Linked DNA regions of Anas platyrhynchos: region 2 is linked to region 1. A link is a contact called in public Hi-C data. All regions are on one chromosome and are shown on one strand. The core of a region is the stretch at or near the end of the contact, and the rest is flanking DNA. Distances in the headings are between cores, read along the strand shown. Region 1 overlaps BPGM (bisphosphoglycerate mutase). Region 2 overlaps CALD1 (caldesmon 1).

Region 1 (2,846 bases), core at 178-2,677:
ACATGATTTCCCAAAAGCACACTTATGGCTTTTTGCCTACAGTACTATTCCCAGAGTTACTAGATCAGGATACCCATTTCCACTTTCAAAGGAAGGAAAGAGGAAGAGAAGGAAGTCAAGTTATACAACTTAGTGAAACAAGTGTAGGAAAACTAAAAATAAGGTATACCTATAGAGAAAATTTCATGCATTTTAAGTATTCTGGGGCTCCAGTCTCAATGAAACCACTGAGTATGTTGACATCAAGCATGCTAGTCTAAAGTATCAAGTGAATTGAGACCAAACCTCTAGTAAAAAATTTTAATGAGTTTAAATGTTTGCATTAAAGAGCAATGACTGGAGACATTACTCCTGATAACGTCAACTTTCTTCTGTCCAGAATTGGAGGAATGTCAGCATTTCCCCTTCCATCTCTGCTTTAAGAAGCACTTGAGGTCTCAGCCTGTCTGCTGTTGAGAAGTAGGACACCTTCAAGTAATTCATGCTTACAAAAAAAAAAAAAATCACACAAGCTTCTAAAAACAATGACTCCATATAAACTACAGGACAAGAAAACATTCTCTTGAGCAGCTGACAAAACAGGTGGCTCTCCGAACACACGGGTGCAAATTTACCAGTACTCTTCACATTAAGTGAAAGAGCAGAGCCAACACATTGAGAAAAACAAAGTCTAGCCACTCAGCAACAGTGGTATGACAGCAGGTCAGAAAAAACAAGTAATCAGGAGGTGACAATCATTTTATGCCACCACCCTGAGACTACACAAACACAAAGTTTTTGCAGTGACCTGTTCTTGTTTTGGTTAGACCAAGCACTTGGTTTAGCTGTAGATCAGCTGTTTCAGAAGGAAATGGGGCAAGAAACAGATAAACCCTTGCAAGAAGCTCCTTGTTTTGTATTGAACCATCAGTTCATCAAGAAAGTCACATACTCAGCCAGTTGAATAGATCCCTGTATACAAGGGTAAATTCATGTGTTATAGGGAGTAGGATCCCAGACCTACATCACAGCACCAAGGAGCATCTACAGTTTTGTAACCACGCACAATGGGAAAGTCCATTTACTAGGCACAAACATTTTCCTCAAGGACTTTGGTTTGCAAAACAAGCAGCCAAGTTGTCTGAGATCTTATTTTCATGGTTCTTAAACACGGATTTTAACAACATACACATCACCACCTATCCACCAAAAATCTGGCCCTAGGAAGCGTTCTGCCCACCTCTCATTCAGCCTCCCAGACTAAACCATCCAGATTTAAACAAAGCAGATGAAGTCATACAGGAGAATTTAGGCAAACCACAATGCAGTCAGCTGCCTGGATATTTAAAGGTTTCCTCTAAATCTGGATTAAATAAAAGTGGCTGTTGCTACACAGACTCAGAAATGCATTTTACCTTTGTGGCAAACACAGCGACCACACCAGAGACAACCAGTATGGATGTACAAATAAGAAGTACAGCCTGGGATAAACAAGCTGTGGCAAGAATGTTGGCTTTCTCACTGGGATTTTTCCTCCTGTGGAAGCATTGCCTCACAGGCAGAAGGCTGGAGTTTTGGGTTGAGACATGAAAATCCTAAAGAGCCAATAGTGTCCTGCTGCTTTATTTCAGCATTGTTACTCTATTTGTATAGCACTTTTCTCCAGCCAGAGAGATATTGATCAGGCTTGACACAAGCCCCTCAGTTTGCAAGCAAAATGCCTGGAGGACACCCCCAGCAGGCTAGGAAGACAGTAAGAGATCACATCTTACACTCTGGCCCTTCCAAGAGCAAGCTAAACTGCTATCTGGTTACTTCATGTGCTTTAACTATAGCACAGTGACCTTTTCCTGCATTTCATTTGACCTGGCCTGTGTTACAACTGCATCCAATCTCATACATGAAGGAGAGTGAAGTGAGGACAAGAACTCAACTGCTGACTATGAGGTGCCACAGGAAATGAGACCATTGAAGCAGCAACACTCTTCCCTCTAGTGTAATACTGATGCTTAAGTATTCTTCAGCAGGGCTGAGTCTGTGCTGCTGGAAGCAGATTTTCCCCTAGAGAGGTTTAATCATCCCTAAGAAAGTAATCATGAGAATACAGACATTACCAAAGTACTCAGAGCCTTCTTTAGGAGGCCAGATAAAATGCTGACTGGTCAGCCACCTTCTTCAAGTGGGCTTTCTCCATGTTCTTTTGAGCACCTCTGAAGCATCGGTTCTTTATTAGCTGTACAGCAGGAAGCAATTAGGTACAGGACGATAAGAATTTGCTACAGCACTTAAAGATTTTTCAGAGTCACATTTAGAACTATTCCATCTCACTTAAACTTCATTTAACTGATCTGGATGATCAAACAGGCTGCTACTTCTCTTCAAGGTGTGAAATACACAGGGGGGGACTTTGACTGGTAGACAGTCCTTCAGTATTATCTTCACAGGTCTACTACAAAGTACATTTCTCCACAAATCTCAAGCTTAAAAGTTCACTTTTATCTGGTAGCTCTGAAGTACTGGCACCCTGGCAAGTCCTGCAGAGACAAACCCCGTGGGGCTTAGTTTTCAGCACCTACAGCCAAATCCTACAAGAGATGGTTCAGCTTCTCCCTCCCTCTCCCATATTCTTCCCACATCTTCCTCCCATTCTTATGGTCAGAGCAACAAAAAAAGCCAATATAGTTTGAAGAGCTGGTCAAAGACCTTGACTGGCTGAATGGCTGAGCTCTGAGGGTGAAGACCAGTACTTTAAAGACTAATTTATGACCAGTAACTAATGGTGTACCCCTGGGATGGGTCCAGGCCTGTTCAACATCAGTAATAGCCTAGATGATGGGGCAAAACATGTACCACCAGATGACAAAACC
Region 2 (2,846 bases), core at 235-2,734, 260 kb before region 1:
ATTAAAAAACAATGCCAGCATAACCAAACTGACCCTGGGATGTGAATCTCACCTGTTGGAATTCATCTGTGAAAGTTCAACACCAAAGTAGTAAGACCTGACATTTATTTTGCAACGTGTTTATTTGGTTTTAGGAAGTCTTTTCTATATATAACATCAAAAAGTAATGAAAAAACAAAAAACAAAAAACAAAAAAAAACACACAAAAACAAAAAAAGCTCCCAGATATCTGTGAATTTATGTATCCCTAAGACACTTTCATACTTGATTTTCTAATCTAGAGTTTTAGGTACATAGAACATATTTCCCTAACATCACCTGACCACAATCCTTTTTTTTTTTTTTTTTTTTTTTTTTTTTTTTTTTTTCCTCTAGGTCCTATTCCTGAATGTGTTTTTGCAGTGCAATTACTTAACCCAGGAAAGTAGAACCAGAAGGTTACCTTCCACCATAAGAGTCATGTTGTTGTGAGGGGTCACGGTCACTGATAGGGGCTTGCATCAGATAGTGACACCTATTTAAAGAGAGGAACCCTTGTGCTTTTTTAATATAAAACATATATACAAATAACTAAAACATTGTGAGAAAACATTGGAAGCTTTATTTGAAATTTCACTTAGACTATTCAAAAACAAAGCAAGGATCAAAACTTGAGGTTTGAGGTAAACTTTTGGGTGTTCACCCTGAAATACCTCTGATTTAGTTCACAGAGGTCACAAGAATCCAGAACAACCCATGAATCCCATAGGGCACCAAGTATTTCTAAAGATCCAATTCATTTATCCTGTGCAGCCCACAAGAAATCCATTTTTTCTAAGGCTTTCCTGCTTCATTGTAGGCTTGCAACCTCTGTAACAAACATCCCAGGAAACTCATTTATTAATTATTTATTTATTTGTTTATGTATTTATTGCTCTTGCCCTCTAAACTCAGTGTTGTCAGCCCAGCCAGATCTACAAAATGGTGAAAGAGGTCACCTTTGATAGGTATAATGATATCACTGGCAAGGGCAAATGCTCAGCACTCAAAATTAAGAGAGCTAAGAACATACCAGTTACTCCGATTCTCTTAATAAATAACTGCTCTGTTTTATATCAGTATATGAGAAAGGTTAGTCCTTACTGACTTCAGTGCAGATGGCCTCAAAGAAATCAACAAGTACTCTCAACCTTCAACTCATAAAAGCCAAAAGTAGAATCTAGTCTTAATTTTATTTTTTTTCTTTGGAGACCTCAGGTGACTGTTTTGTCCTTCTTACAGTGAAGATCATTTAAGTTTCTAGTTCATTTTATTCTCATGCAGCACACAGGACTTCCCCTACTGGCTCCGCATAATCTGAAATAGGAAACAATAAGCTGGCAGTAATTCTCTGTATTTTCCTCCAGCTCCCAAAATCCTCTGTTTTCAACAGATTCTGGGAATCTCCATTCCCTATTGTCAAGATTGAGAAATTAGCATTGAGATGCTGGGTGGAGGAATAGTTTCATAAGTACCTCTTTGGTGCTAAGAAATGAAATTGGTTGCCAGCTTTCAGACAAGGAGGAAAAGGGAAGTAGTGGTTTGTGGGAGCCAAAAATGTCAGAACAATGTGAAGAACGTGTTACTTCATATTTAGGACTTTTCCAGTCCTGCATGAAAATGGGGAGAAAGGTAGGTGGGAGGGGAGATGGGAAAGAGAAACTGTAAAATATATGTATTTTTTTTTCAGTAATTTTCTGGCTGACATGGACAAACGAGACGCAGATAAGATTTTTCTTTAGCCTTCACTACCCTATTTTATTCTCAATCCTCACCATTGAGAGTTAGCCAAGTTACATGCTTCCTAATGAGTATCTGATGTGTTCATGTAAAAACAAGAAGACAGTTCCAAAGAAAGCCTTAGGTTAGACACACTTCTTCACACATTTGGGAAAGAGTGGAAAAAAAAACAGGAGAAGAAAAAATGAGTGGAAATACAGATCTACATGTTGCCACTAAGTCCTGTCTCCCACAGGAAGTGAACCAAATGAAAACACAACAAAAATATTTTTAGAAAACCGTTCTCATGTTATTGATGATATGACCCAAGTCATGATGCAGGACAGTTCTAAGCAAGGCCCATTTCCTGCTATCCCATCTCCATGCTGCCTGACTCCCTCTGTCTTTTGGCCTTAGGTCAGGGTGTCTCCAGGGCCTTATGAACTGCATTTTATTTTGAGAAAGTTTGGTTTTCCCGGAAGAATCACAAGGGGAATGCTGAGATATAACAGCAAAACCCATCTGACCTACATGGATTTCTAAGCATGCCTGGAGATTTTAACCTTTTCTTTGCCTGTGCCAATGTAAAAGAGAAAGAGAAGTGCAGAAGGAAAAAAAAAAAGTTTTCTAACCAACTCATGTTCCTCTGCTAGAAGGAAGAATTTGTGCTCTGTTTCATTTATTCCCTTCCTTTTAGCAGGCAGAATCCCTTTTTAATAAACTTCCTTAGCAATTTGTTACCTTCACTGAATTTCCCAATACAGCCACAAGGCCAGTGTTTCTTTCAAAAGAAAAATATATATATATATAACAATGCAACTTTTAAAAAGACAAATATATGTGTGTATATATATATATATATACATATATATATATAGGCTAGGAGAGGTTTTCATCTAACTGAAAACTCACTTTTGTAGATAAGCCACTAATTTGAAGGTTTGCCTTGAAATCAAGAGAGAAGTTCTATCAAGAGTTACCAATTGAATTGTGCTTCGTACTGATATGCAGTCTGATTAAAAGCAGAGGTATAATTGGAAAATGAGTTATTTAAGGTTGAGATCTGATTAAAAATATTAGACACTACAAAATCTGGAAAAATCTGGTCA

Evidence for each region. A called contact is a pair of places that touch in the nucleus more often than the background predicts.
Region 2: a contact with region 1 is called in a Hi-C map of skeletal muscle, with 2.6 times the contacts expected there. The contact joins two enhancer-like sites. A contact is called at or near these places in 3 of 8 Hi-C or Micro-C datasets (liver, skeletal muscle and subcutaneous adipose tissue).

Annotation. Positions count from the first base shown.
Region 1 is chr1:65,641,087-65,643,932 of IASCAAS_PekinDuck_T2T, reverse strand. The region is part of intron 2 of BPGM (bisphosphoglycerate mutase); the gene reads right to left. Among named protein-coding and RNA genes, the nearest start is that of BPGM, 11 kb to the right of the region's middle. Within about 2 kb of position 1,427, at least 2 of the 8 cell types and tissues checked have an H3K27ac peak or open chromatin away from gene starts, as enhancers often do.
Region 2 is chr1:65,898,174-65,901,019 of IASCAAS_PekinDuck_T2T, reverse strand. All of the region lies in intron 7 of CALD1 (caldesmon 1), which reads right to left. Among named protein-coding and RNA genes, the nearest start is that of CALD1, 230 kb to the right of the region's middle. Within about 2 kb of position 1,484, at least 1 of the 8 cell types and tissues checked has an H3K27ac peak or open chromatin away from gene starts, as enhancers often do.